2 separate regions of the Mus musculus genome follow, and region 1 is linked to region 2. A link is a contact called in public HiChIP or PLAC-seq data. All regions are on one chromosome and are shown on one strand. The core of a region is the stretch at or near the end of the contact, and the rest is flanking DNA. Distances in the headings are between cores, read along the strand shown. Region 1 overlaps Casq2 (calsequestrin 2). Region 2 holds the start of Atp1a1 (ATPase, Na+/K+ transporting, alpha 1 polypeptide).

Region 1 (7,610 bases), core at 3,502-6,001, 540 kb after region 2:
AGCAGCACCTGTCTGACCAGTGACCTGGCCCCCAAGAATTCTCCTTACAGTTCTGACCTTTCCATCCAGAGTTCGTGTTCTCCCTTGACAGAATCTTTTCTCTGACAAGAATCCACTTCCGCTCTCTGGGCCCTGTAGGCCTCTCTTGCTGTGAGGTTTCATCTCTGTGCCTTAAGGCAGGCTTGGCTGGGAAGGACATGAGGGCATTCCCAGGCCTTCTAGACTTGCTGGCTAGCTGTTGCTCCCCACCCGCCTCTGCATGCACCTTCTCTTAGGCTGCTTGTGCTCAGAGCAGAGCTCTGTGACAGGTTTGAAAATGAAAGACTCTTCCTGGCTGCTCCCAGATGCGTTTGCATCTGCATCGGGCTGACATCTTCTTTATGATATCTGATGAAAGGTTTGCCACGCGGCGTTTCTACATGAGCGCGTGCTGGATGGAAACCCTCCAAGGGCACTGGGAATATTCACACTAACAAGCTAGGCACACGAGGATGGCTGCTGTCTGCAAGCACAGAACAGATTTAGCAACAGGCCCTGGAAGGATGCTTCAAGCCCTGCTGCACCTGAGCTTTTCCTGCCCTGGGATTCTTGCAAAAAAAAAAAAAAAAAAAAAACGGACTGAAGATCGAGTGTCTCCAATAGGAGCACTAAGTGCTTCCTGGAGCTTTATAAATTTAAATTTGATATACTAACCTCGCTATTTGATTATTGCTGGGTGTTGAATGGTACTTACACACCTAGCAAATACCAACCGTGCAGATCCAGGCAGTTATTCTGTGTTCCTCCATATACAGAGGAGGGAGCATGCGCACGATGAAGGTATAAATATCAGCCCCAGCTCTCATCAACAGGCAGAGGAAGAACTGGAACTCCAGCCCAGAAGTCCATCCCTCTATCCCCATGTGCCTCTGTATTGTGAAAATGGTTCATTTGATTTTTTTTTCCCCACACCAATTCTGGGATCCAAAGGTGAGATGCTGGGTAAGGAGTAGCAGGACTTTCCTGCTACAGCACATCTTCAAAGCCACCGCATCCCACTGTGGCTTTTATTCTGAGTGGCCACATCGCTGCAGCAGACGCTCTTTGAAATGTCGAGTTCCTGACCTTGTGGCTTCCTCCCACTCCCTAAAGGTCCAAGTGTACAGAACTGCATACAAGTAAAGACCACTGGGGCTTTTGGAGAGAGAGCTCCAGGGTCCTCTGCTTCAGTCACCTCTGACTCAGCCTGGCTCTGGGTCTGTAGCACAGAGAAAGTCACACCCAAGGAAAAGAGCAGATTCTTCAAGGCATCCTCCAAGCTGGGTAAAACTGGCCTCTAGCCTGCCTAGCTGCCCACCAGCCACATGGACGACGATAGGATTCCACAGTAGGCGCGCAGACAGAGACCCTTCAGTTCACGGCTGCCTGTAATGTGGAGTCAGGAAGGGCATCCTCCAATCTGTGTGGATTGAACATAAGTAGCAACAAAGAGGAGGTTGGGAAGAAGGGGCAGAGTGGGTAGCATAATAGGCCTGTTTGCTCCTGGGCCATGGCTTGGTCTGAGACACAATCACCTCTGCAAAAGGGCCCTTTCCCTAGATGGCCGTGAGTGACCTAGAGCTGGTCCCCTAGGGCTTGGTGCAGGCTCATTCCCACCATCCTCTGCCAGGGAAGCAGGAAAGGATAATGACCGGGTTCTCTTCCCACAAAGATGCTATTCCCAGGGGCCACTTGTTTGCCGTGGGAAACCTGGCCAGCGCCTCAGCCCTAGGTCCTGAACTCACAGACCTGGTGTCTAGGGCCTGGGAGGGAACTGCAGTTCTCACAGGCTTCTGTATTTAGGCCATCTCCATCTCGGAGACTCCAGATTTCCTTAAAGCATCACTGCATTGAGCAATCTCCACCCCCACCCTCCCACCCCCCCAGTAGGACACAGCTCAGGAGCCTGTTCAGAATCAGGGCTGGGACTTTGCTCTGATTTCTCTGTCAGAAGAGCAGAGGCAGCCCTCAATCCGCTCTACCCCACCCACATCCCAGCATCAAGGCCACACTGGACATCTCCTCCCTCACCTAGCCTGGGCCTCCCTGAGAACTAAGTTTCACAGAGGGCTTGGGAGTCTCAGGTACAGAATGGAGGAAGGAAGCTGGCAGCAATGTGGTAGGAATGCTGAGGCTGAGACCGAGACCGCAGAGGGAGGACGGGTAGCGAATGGCTGTGGGCATAGCTTGAAGACCAGAGTTGTTCTGCTCTGTTGCTTACCCATGAATGACAGCAGCCAGCCCCCTCCTTCCAGCTCTCTGGAAAGTGAAGGCAGTAAAATCTTCCATGCACACAAATGCAAAGATGAAACACAAGCATCCTACTCCAGAAGAGCTCGGTATAAGAGGGGGGCCGAGTGGCATGTGGCTGTCCATCAAAGAAGGTAGTGTAGAAAAGGAGATTTTGTGCGTATTAGGATTAACAGCTCTGGGGTCAGACTTTGAGAGGGGAAGAGGGACCTACTCTTAGAAATAAGAGGGGGAGATTCCAGCAGGGGCTTTTTACAAGCTTGGAGCTCTTTGTCAGCTTGGGGCTTTACTGCCATGAAGTAGCTATTACTGGGATAGGCAAGATGGCTCAGTGGGCAAAGGCACATGCTGTTAAGGCTGATGACCCAAGTTCAAACGTTGGGACCCATGTTATGGAAGCAGAGAACAGCAGAGAAGAGAGACAGCAGGTTAGCCTCTGGTGTCCACACACACAATGACAAGGTAGCATGTGTACAACCCTCTCCCTCGTGAGCCACAGAAATGTACATGCACAGAAGATAGGTAAGTGGATGTAAAAGCAAACTTTAAGACAAGTAGCTATTATTATTACGAACCCATTAATTCACAAGGAAAGGTGACATCTTAGATATTGCCTTAAGTGACAATCTAAGGGATTGGGACTGAGGTCACTTGGTCCCAAGAGCCATGTGGATAAGTGTGGCACAAAAGTGAATGAAAATCCCTAGAGCTGCAGGCAGGTGCATATAGAGTTTCTTAGCCTTGGCATCCCAAGGCTGTCCTTGGATCTTGATTTAGTTTCTGTGCCGTTCCTGTCAACTGTATTCATTTTGTTCTGGGAATAGATAGTATTTGAGTTTGCCTTGCTCTCCCTAGAACATGAAAAACATTCTTTACACACAACACACACACACACCCCTATATACAATCTTAAACATGGAAATTAAGCCTTATGAATTCTTTTGTTTAACACAGATTTGAATGCACTGTTTTGCAGATCCCAAATTTTGCTTCCTTTTGCTCCGTGTCTGAACCTGCTCTAGGATGAAGGCTGGAGCCGCAGTGTACTCTTGTATGTAATATTCCTTTAAAGAAATCTCAGCATCACATGAGCTGAACAGAACATGGGAGTGCCATGGTGCGTGCTCAGCTGTAGGCCTGGTCACAGGCCGGGCCCCTCTGTAACCGTGGCATGAGGCATCTCTGCTCTCTGCAGTGGACCCAGCCTCACACTAACTCAAGTCTACTTGAACATCATCTGTGTTGTTGAACCTTGCTGTCTTTGTGACTTACGAACCTATCCAGGTCCCTTTCACATTTGCATCCCATCTTCCAGGGAACTGGCCATGTCACCTCAGTTATTGTCCCTTTCTTCTCCGAGGAGTGGAGTCACAGCTGCAGGTGTCTGGGAGGAATGCCTTCTTCTGGTCTATGCATCTGAAACCATAAATCCACAGAATACTCTCCATTAAGTTCCATATTACCCCCTCCTTGGACATTACCACAAGGCCAGAAGAGGAGTTACAGCGTAACTCAAACAGCAGCAAGGACAACTGGGGTTGGAGAAGGGAGTCTGGGCTTTTGCAGTCACACCTGCATGCAGCCAATACAGACTGTTTTCCCCTTCCCCCTCCGCTTAGCAGCAAGCATGTGAATTCTAAAGCACAGCTCTATGTTTGTCCAGAGGGCGTGACGTGACTCTCAGGCCACAACTCAGCTAGCACGTAACCATTATTTAGAACTGAACTTAAAATTTCTATCTTGAACGATGCACTACTGAATGGTGGAAGCTGGTCTGACAATTGGTCCTCTAGCCCCACCAGACACCTTGGTACCCAGATATGGATGGATGGGATCTTTGTCATCTGCACATACTGGCATCTGTTGAGAAGTCTGTTCGGCTGGCTCTGTGGTCCTTGTTCCAAGCAGGTCACCCCAGCCTCCTCCTCCCACCTGCAAGACATTGTCATATTTGCCACCTTGATCACATCTCTGCTCATGTTTCTAAGACACACTGGCTGTTGGTGGCTCATGCACAACTTTCTTGCATGAGTAGTAGGGGCCTTTGCTAAGGGCTTCCTTGATTTTTTTCCATTTTCCTTAATTTAATTGCTTAGCAAAGTATGAGTTCTCTTCTGGATCCCCTGAACTTCCAGAGATTCTTCATGTAGATATATAAATACAGGACTTTGTTCTTCACGTGTAGGCAAACACATACACATATACACATACATATACACCTAAATAAACACACATACACACACACACACACACACACACACACACACATTTACTGCCAGGGACCTACCAGGATCAAACCACTTGTCTCTGCTCTGTTGGGTGTGGGGGGGGGGGACGGGGGGTGTTCAGGGTTTATAGTATCACTTACTGAATGTTCTTTCAAACATTTTGCTTATGGAAAAAAACTGTATGCTGTAGGGCTTAGGCTCCAAGTGTGGAAGACTTGTCTCTGCTTTTCCTATGACTCAGCTCTCCTCTCTGGGGCAGAGAGAGCTGCTGACAGAGGGCAGGGAAAGCTGTGTGTACCAAAGCTTGTGCTGGAGCAATGGGAAGAAGGAAGGATGCTGACCCCATTTGAAGGTGTTGGGGACTCCAGGTTGCTCTTAGTCTGTAGAGCAGATGTTGTAGGAAATCCAGGAACGGCACAGGCTTGGAAATACAGGATTATTGGGGACAGGCAGACAGCTTCCACTGCCCTGGGACTGGCCATGATCACCAAAGCTACTCAGTTTTCATCTCCTGGTGAACAGATGAAGGTGACCCTTCGTTTAGAATGGGGCCTTTCCCTGTGACCTTTCAGATTTCTTTGTTCAAAGTGGCCATTGTTTTCTGTGTCGAAGCTCCTTTGTGTCTGCGGCTCTTCATCTGACTCATTTTATAGACTCACTCTGTAATTGAGGGTATGTACCAGATGGCCAAGAAAGCCTGTGGAAAAACCGTGCTCTCGAGATCCTCATGAGGAGCAGTGTGCATGCTGGCTGACTCAACTTTCTTGAACCCTATTCAGATGGCTATGAGTTCCTAGAGATCCTGAAACAGGTTGCCCGGGACAACACTGACAATCCTGACTTGAGCATCTTGTGGATTGACCCAGATGACTTTCCACTGGTGAGTGGCCCAGGCCAACCTCCCCCCGTCCCCCACCCATCAGGGCCTTTACCACCCATATTTGTGTTTAGCATAAAACATTCAAGCGTGAGGGACAAACTAAAATAGTTGAATGTGTTTGAAGAAGCCCAGAGGCTAATGCGTATGGAGTGTGTTCATATACTTTTAATACAGCCTATAGCCTCGTGTGGTTATGGTAGTGACCAGACTAACCATTTTCCTTACTTCTGGGACACCAAGAGGTGACTACTCTTGGAGAGGCCAAGCCAGGGGGGCCAGAAACATTCCTTCTTTAAGCAATAATATGACCCCTTTGTGTCTCTACCCACCACTCCCTGAGATTCTAGAAGCAACCTAAATTATTAGGGAATAATTGCAGAATTAAGACCCTGATGAAGCAAAGGAGAATCCAGTCTGAGGACAGAATCCATGCCTAGCTTGTTTGTCACAGCTCCTTAGAAGGCAGGAGAAATTTGCCACCATGGTGCTAGCCTGTGTTGATGAGCAATAGCAAGAAAGCGTTGTTAATTCTTAATTTTGGACACAGTACATGGAATTCACACCATGCATGGACACAGTGATGATAGTGGAGGAAGCCACATCCTCTGCTATTGTTCCTTATTGGCCAAGTTCCTTATTGGCCAAGTTCAATGCGGCACCAAGAGCCAGGATCCCCAGCACTGCATGACATAGAACCTGGGTCTTTTCAAATGCTTTGAAGACTAACACATAGGTCTTAGATTACAGTTATTTGTTTAACGATGTCCTCATAGCTCATTCCCTCAACAGCCCTAAAACCAGGTACTATTATAATTCTTATCTCACGAAGAAAGGGCGATGTTAAACTGAGCAGATGTTAAACCCTACTGTGACTCATAGTGAAGTCATAGCTTGCTCTATTGAGTGTTTCTGGTAAGGTTAACTACTAGTGATGATACAAGTTTGGTTGCTCTCTGGCTGTGAGATACATAGGTCATGACTTGTGAAACTGATTGGACAGCAAGAGCTGGCATCGAATCCTACACACATTGAGATTGGGTGAACCAAAGGCAGAGACTTCCATGGTAATTGAAGCCAATGGCATAATTCTGGGTCAACATAAGAAAGCCATGGCCACAGAAGCATACAGGATTAATCTGTTGATTTAATGCTGGGTATGTTCAGTTTCCCTGGACTGCTTCATCATGTCAACTTTTAAGTGATCGGCCATTCTTTTGGGCAGTTCTACATCGACCTTGGTTCTTGCCAAGCAATCTCCAGACAGTTCTAATTTCCAAACCCACCAACATCCCAGTCTGTTCTAGGCCATGTGTTTACCAGGGAGACCCCTGCCCCTGAACACCTCTATTTTCTTAGCTTTATGGACCCCTTTAGCTCAGTTAGCCTGCCCCAGCCAGAGATTTGTCCAGATGGAGCCCTGCTGGGCTGAAGACATTTGACTCGTGTCTGCAGTTTATGCCAAGTTAGAGCCTATCAGAGTTCTCCCAGCCATCTCATGTGGCTGGGAGGCACCAGATAAGGGCTTTTAAGAATGGAACATTGAAGCGGAGGTGGAAAGAAATGGCTCTTTCATTACACACATAATATCAGTGAACGAGTCAAATTTGGGAATAGCCATCTTTGTGATAGTCTCCCTGAGAGCTGTGGAAGCATTTATGGTCTACGTTGTCACAGTTAATGCTATAGTATCTTTTACTCAATGCTTTAAAGAGCTCTAATGCTGGAGGCAGCCTTCAATTTCCTAAGTGTCCACAGCTGTTTTCAAAGGCATTTAACCAGTCCCTATCCGGCTACTATGGAAGGCTGGCAGGTGGGTCTAGCCACAGGGAGAGCCCTCCACCCACTGTCTAACTTGGCCTTTTTGTTGCTGCAGCTTGTTGCTTACTGGGAGAAGACTTTCAAGATTGACCTGTTCAAGCCACAGATTGGGGTGGTGAATGTAACCGATGTGAGTATTCTTACCGAGGGCTGGTCAGACACCCTGTTGGCAGCTATGCAAGCCCAAGCACAAAATCACTCAGGAGTCTACAACAGTGAGGAACCCTTGGGTCTTTTCCAAACTCTTGCAGTATGGCCCAAGACTGGGCTCTAGCCAGTCCCAACCCTCTCTAGGAGTACATTTCCTTGCTTATGGAGCTAGCCCAACCCGACTCATTGACTTAGGACTTTCCGCCCAAGAACATTCTCTTGTGTCCTCTTCCTGAACTAAAGAACAAGGCCTTCTTACACAGGCT
Region 2 (6,864 bases), core at 748-3,247:
TTAGCGAGGTCAGTGGATGGTGCTTTCAATTCTGGCCCATGTCATTACCCTAGCACCGCCACTTGCCAGCTACATGACCTTGAACAGTCAGCCTTAGACACCAGCTTTGTCACAACTATTAACTTACCTAACACAGTCTGATAGTTTGGTTAGTACAATCTGAAAACAGAACACCTAACAAAACAAAACAACCCCCACATTGTTTCCAGAACTGAGAACAAAAGCTTTTGACTAGCAAGAGAGGCTACCAATATGGCAAAGTAACTGCTCCAAATGTTGCTGATTCACAGCTGGCCAAGAGGGCTGTGGAGACGGCACCTTCAAACTCAATTTGGCAAACTCCAATTTGGCAGGGAAGTCAGACACAGCCTGATTCAGCTACAGAAGGCTCTGCCTAGTTTTGGCCAACTGTTAGTAAAGAGTGGGGGAGTATTCCCCAATTTTCCTGGTTCTCATATCAAAACCTCAAACTCAGCTCTGTCTGAAAAGGTCACACACAGCACTATACAAAGGTCACTGTGATAACCCAGTCACTACACACATTACTGCCATTCCTTGATTCCTATAGAGGTAACTTTCAGAAACATGTTAAAGAAAGTATCACTCTGGCCTACTTTGCTACATTTCCAACTGATGCTCGGCCTAAATGGCTTCCTGTAGGTTCATCTTTCTAGCTGGGGACCTAAGGGATGTACCAAGCCTGTGCTAGGTGGGAATTGGCAAATGGAAGACAATGGGTAAACAGTGAGAGGCCTTTAGCTGTTCTCCAGCCCACAGTGATACTTTTGGAATAGCAATTCTCTGCAGAGGAGGTAACCAAGGGGCACCCCAACCACGTACGGTGCCACAGGTCCCTCCTCTCACTCCTGAAGACATGCATGCTGGAAATGTACTCCTACGAAGCCAGAGCACTGGGTCCTTTGTGAACCCAGTTCAGTCCCTAAACTTGGGCTGCATCCATCAGTCACAGGGCCGTGATCAGCCACTGGGTTCCCTCATCCCATGGGAACATCATCTAACCTGCCTCCCTGGTGAATTCTTAAACAACCCTGCTAGTCCACCCTTGTGGCCATGGAATGTACCGTGACCATTTGAAAAAAATAAAAATGGTAAGAGTAATGTGAAGAATTCCTATATTTTAAATTTTCTTCCTCTTAAAATGTATTTTTTTTTCTTCTACTTACTAAAAAGCACCAGCGCCATGGGACATTTGATCTCTCCAAGAGACCTGAATGAATCAAAACGTCTGCTCATGCCTTAACATCCTCCACCTGCCCTCCCCTATAACCCCCCTTTTTCCCTCATTATTCTGGTTTGAGAGAGAAAAGCTTAAAAACTGGAACAGCACTACAGAGGGGCTGCCAGTTTCCAGGAAGTCCTGATCACTCTTTGATAGGTGGTTTGGAGCCTAGGAAGCAAACGGACTGCTGAGTTGAAGAGGGCAAAGGTGCTGAAAGCCTACAGAAACACAGCTTGGTGCCATGGAAGTGAGACAGAGAGCATGCAAACAGACAGGTTGTGCACCCCAACTGCCCCAAGGCTCTGAATAACACCAGGACAACAGACTGGAAAGATAAACACCAGGGCCCAAGGATGACAAACCATTACAGTGATTACTAGACTAGTTCCCCAAATAACGAAGGCTCCAAAGATAAAGCCTGGCCACCATCAATCAGCCTTTCAAATCACCAGCAGAGACTATGAGATTGCTGTTACTAAGTGGGGTTTGAGTAAAACCTGCTAAGAGACAGTGCCCAGATGCATTTCACTGTAAAATCACAAAGCAACTAAAGAATGAGGTCTATTGGATTAAAAAAAAAAAATCCCTTTGGCTCAGGACCCAAATGAAACCAAATCAGGGTGAAAGTGTGTGTGTGTGTGTGTGTGTGTGTGTGTGGTTTCCTCTTTTCTAATTCACAGAATCTGCTATCCCATACACCCAACAAATACATGTTAAGAATGTCTTATGGATTCCCGACACCAGATTTCAGCACGGCTAATGAGGTGAGTCATATGCAGAGAACACTCTCTCTGACTCCAGCCAAAGAACACACTTCCTCTCATACTCTCAATTCAAGGCAAAGTGAGAATGTTCAGACCCGACTCTGCTTGTTAGTCCCCACCCCAAATACACATATAAAGGAAGGAGTGTTTAAAGCCTGTTGCATTATAACATTCCCTTTACTTCACATTAGTACCCCCTAGCCCTAGTCTCAGAGTAATCTAGAATTAGACAGGGCTGGTGAAAGTCTGCCCAGTGCTTTGTTATGCAAACCCAGCCACTCTGATTACTGGGAGCCCATCTGATCTGACACTCGGATTTCTTCTTCAGGTCTGTTGGCTGGCAGCCCCCCTCCGCACCCCCCCCCCCCCCAGGCACCAGTGTTCTTAGCTGAGAAACTGCCGGTTTTCCCTATGACACTTTTAAGAAGTTAAAAATGACCACTGATCACGGTGAAAGTCTTCACTTGAAACGTGAATGTTGACGGAAAGTCTAAGATGCTGCTGATTGGATTTGCTTGTTGGACAGTGATACAGTGCTCAGTCATGCCAATGAATACTTCCTTTTGAGGAGCAGTTAACAGGACTTCTCAATATTTCCCTATCGTTAATATTTCTCAGGGGAAGGAAAACTGTTACACAGCTTTGAAAGGGCCTGGAGAGCAGCGCTTACGCAGATCTGTGTCCCCCAGCCCTGATGACTTAGGAAGCCCCGGCACACTGGTATGGCACTCACTCCACACAGCACACAGATGACTCTACTTGCTCTCAGGGCGAGGACTGTACATCTGGCCAGACCAGAAACCAGAGCTCCCAGGCTGTGCTTTTTCAAGAAACCTGCTTGTCTTCAAATGAAGCAATACTTTAACTTAGCTTTTCATACAGAGTCCTTCAGGGCTGTTTAGTTAATGGTTCCCTCTCATTATTGAGGTACTCCTAAAAGAACAGTCTGTGGAGAAGAGAAGTCACTTCTCCGTGCACTTGTTGCTAAGTAATCCTCAGGCGTTGGTTTTGAAGAGTTCAGGGATGGATCAGTGCGAGTGCCAAGTCTCTTCTCTAACACTGGGCCTGCTCTTTATTCTTAAATGTGATTCTAAGTTTTAGTCCTCAACTGGATAAACACCCTACTAGACCTTTATAAAGCTTTTTTGGGGGGTGGGGTGGGGTGGGGGGTGTTTTCTATCATCTTGGGTTTAAAAAGAGCAGCCTCCCGGTTTCTTATTCTTCCACCCCAAGGTGAGTCACCATTGTTACAAACTTGCCAGCAGAGAACGCTACAAATTAACAAACAGCCAGCGGCCAGCCTTATAATAGGGGGTGGGGGTGTGTGAGTGCTGATAACCTTCCAGGCAGGGAACTGTTTCAATCTTACAAGGTGGAAACAACCTCACAGCCTATTTTCTGTTTTCCTGGACTTCCAGGACCAGCCCCAGTGTCAGCGCCCCTTACTTGTTCCTGTCCAGGCTGGGCCACTTTCCATTGGGAAGACTCTGCCTCACAGGGTTTTGAGTCTAAAGTACTAGCTTTATAGCAGCCAGTGGGTATTTAGTCACACTTTCGAGTTTAGCTCCAAAAGGGCAGCTGATAATGTTACCCTACAACCAAGATTCCTGCTGACATGTGTACCTTGTGTCACCTCTTTCCCTGCCTGGTCTTTAAATCACTACCCATAAGATAGGATTTCTTTTCTCAGCATCTAAGTTAATAGTAAACCAAACCCAGGACTGAAATGAAAGGCTAGAGAGACGCTCCCTTCTCCCACCTTTTATAAACGTTTAACAAACAAGCCAAGGCTCCTACATTTCTAACAATTATGATGTGCACCTTGGGTGAGCTAAACAGTTGTGGGTGGTAGGCCTTATGAGGCTATAAGCCGAGTCACTGGCAGAAAACACTGAATAAGAAAAAAGGAACAAAATCCTATTTTATCCAGGAATGATTCAGCAAGCTGGACTTTCATTTTTCTTACCAAATGTTCAAGACCCCAGTTTTGATAGCTAGGAAGAATCATTTGGAGATATCACCCACATCTAGACCCTAGATGACACTTGAGAAAAGGGGTGGGGGGTGGGGGAAAGATCACAATGACCTTAAAAATTAGCTGCCTTTAAGCTTCTTGGTTAACCAATTATCAAGAGGGTTTTAGTCATCGCTCCACCCACATTTTAATCCTCATGTGGAAAAATCCCAACATTTCAGTATGAAATATTCCTCTGACCAGTTTGCCATTGTAAGCCACAGAGAAAGACATGCACTCATACATGAATGCACACAGGCAACCTAATATCCAATGTATAGAATAGAGTACTCCAAATACTAAGTTCACTAGACACCTGTTAGGGTACATTAAACACTTCGGTTGAACTTAACTAAATTCTCAGTTGAACTGTTATTGTAGCACTTGAGTGCCTCTGTCCTAGGCCTAAAGGCATAACTCTGACTTAAACGTCCTCCTGGATTATTTATTATTATAAACACCCCAATTTCTTCTGGAGGATAACTTCAGAGTTCTGCACACAAAATGATGCTTCAGAGGCAGATGTTATGTGTAAGCTGAGAGCAACAGGTTGTTCAGCACCTGTTGCCACTAAACAACCGTTTGACCTTGAACAAGTCACTTCACCTTCCTAGGCTTTGAACTTCCTAAAAGCCGCTCAAGGTCTCCAAATGACAAAGATACTTTTCGAAGGGATAGGAGATAAAAGATGGGGCTTTAAGGAATAAATGGTTTATAGGAACGGCTTGGATGGCATGTAGGATGGTGTGACACATAGATCCGGTTTCCATCGTGGAAAGTGGAGGCCAGGAGGGAATCAGTTCTTTGCTAGGATGCTGCATACGCCGACCAGCCCACACTGGGCACTATCGGGGTCTCTATTCTCTCTTCCTGGCCCACGTCTTATAATCATCTCTTTCAAGTCTCCAAAGAATGTGCTTCCCTCTGGCTCCATCCAGTATATACCCGGGTGCCTTAGGACCTGCAGTGTCTACAGCTTGTCTGCTTGGTCAGCCCTGAAAAGGGTGGAATGGACTCTCCCACCTGTATTCTCATGACTGGTGCTTTTTCAAGCTAGGAACTGATATTTTCAGGGTTATTTTTTTAAGTTTTTAATCTGCTACTTTGAGGTCAAGAACTAACTCTTCCGAGGTGGACAGCAGTAACCGAGGTGGGAACTCAGTGTTGTTCGTGCCCGATTCCCTCATTCTCTTCGGGAACCGCTCTCGGGTGAGACAGCAGTGCAGGAAACCCGCATGGCTTTTCTAACACCATCAACTGCCCAGTCTCCAGTCCTTTGTTAGATTGACAGTACCCTGCGGCCCTGAAGGGTCAGCCTGGCCCCATTTAAGAATTGTGCTCCGACATAAAACAACACACCCCTCCCCGTCGTTAAGACGATAACACCAGTTACCAAAGGCACATCCTGTTATGGACAGTGGCCCATTTTAAAGCTCTCAAAAGTATACCTTAAAGGCTATCTTTGGGCTGTGAAGTCACACCCTTTCTGGCACCAGCTTCGCTGGGCTGGTTCGGCCTAAGGGGAAGCCAGTTTTTTTCCTTTGGGGGAGGGCGGTCGCCTCTGCGGGGAGCTGGCCGAGCCCCAGCGCCTCCAGGAGAAGGGAGTCTCGACCCGGAGGCTGCCCTCGCCGGCGCCGGGCCGCGGCGAGGACCGCCACCGCGAGGGGGCCCTGTCGGAGCTCCCCGGGGGAAGGGGAGGAGCGCTCCTTCCCCTGGGCACGGTGGGAGGAGGGAGAAAGGAAGCGCAAGGCGCGCGGTGAAGGCGACCAGAGGGCTCAGGCAGGGCAGGCGCCCGGCTCAGAGATGCCGCCCCGGGTGCTCCTCCTCCCGGGCCGCTGCCCGCGCTCAGCACCCGCCCCTCCATTGCCGAGAGCCCGGTCTCTAAGCCGCTTCCTCCCGCGCCCCCGCCCGGGGCCCGGGCTCGCCAGACACTCACCCCCTTCCCCATGGTGGCGGCGCTGCGGGCCCCGCGCCGGGTCCTGTTGCTGGAGACTAGAAAGAGAAGAGAGCAGCTCCCGGCCGGGAGAGCGGAGCCGGGGGAGCCGAGAGGCGGGAACTAGGGCTGCCGCGGGAGGAAAGAGGGAGGACGGCCGGCGCCCCGGACCGAGGCCGCCGCTGCTGCCGCCGCTGCTGCCGCCGCTGCCACGTGTCCGCCTCCTCCCGCCGAGGCTCCGCGCCCCAGACCCAGCCGCAGCTCGAGCCCGTGCCTCCTCCTCACTTCCTAAAATATGCAACCTGCGTGATGGCTCCGCCCACGCGTGCACGTCACCGTTACCGGAGCAACCTGACACCGGCTCCAGCTAGCTCCGCCTCCGCCTCTAACCCCTCCCAGCCGGGCCCAGACCGCGCTAGCGACTGCCTGCCCTGGGCTCCCGGCAGGAGGGCGCCGGTGCCCAGGACGCGGGTGTCTGGGTCTCTCAAGGGCTACGGAGCGCTCCCGCCTGCAGAACACTGGGGACTTGAGTGAGCAGCCTGCGGAGTAGGGTGCGGAAGGTCCACAGTGGGTGCGGCGCAGTCGGGGCTAGTCTACTTGCTCAGCGTAGCTTTTCTGGGGTCTCGAGGGGCCGGGGTTGGACAGCAGCTGCACGACTCCGAGGGATTCCTCTCTGCAGAATCCAGGCCGGCATCCTTCGGCGGCGGCGGATGGTGCTTTCCCTTTGATTCCTTCGTCCTGGGGTCCTCTCACTCCACCACTAGAGAAATGCTTCAGGACATATACACACGCGCGCGTGCGCGCATCACTTACATTTCCCTTCCCTTATGACCCCCAAATGACTATATAAAAAAAAAAAGTCAGTAAGAAATTCATTCACAGCACTGTATGAATGAAATCTTGCAAAAGAGGA

Evidence for each region. HiChIP or PLAC-seq counts read pairs in DNA pulled down with a chosen protein or histone mark.
Region 1: a FOXA1 HiChIP or PLAC-seq map of pancreatic cancer cells shows a contact between it and region 2. The contact joins two enhancer-like sites.

The regions. Positions count from the first base shown.
Region 1 is chr3:102,136,905-102,144,514 of GRCm38.p6, forward strand. It overlaps Casq2 (calsequestrin 2), which reads left to right. Exons shown (of 11, transcript NM_009814.4): 9 at 5,276-5,376; 10 at 7,250-7,324. Among named protein-coding and RNA genes, the nearest start is that of Casq2, 54 kb to the left of the region's middle. Within about 2 kb of position 4,752, at least 21 of the 459 cell types and tissues checked have an H3K27ac peak or open chromatin away from gene starts, as enhancers often do. A contact at or near this core is called in pancreatic cancer cells, where this site is marked.
Region 2 is chr3:101,598,449-101,605,312 of GRCm38.p6, forward strand. It overlaps Atp1a1 (ATPase, Na+/K+ transporting, alpha 1 polypeptide), which reads right to left and starts at 6,259. Exons shown (of 23, transcript NM_144900.2): 1 at 5,955-6,259. The coding sequence starts at 5,966. Within about 2 kb of position 1,998, at least 109 of the 459 cell types and tissues checked have an H3K27ac peak or open chromatin away from gene starts, as enhancers often do. A contact at or near this core is called in pancreatic cancer cells, where this site is marked.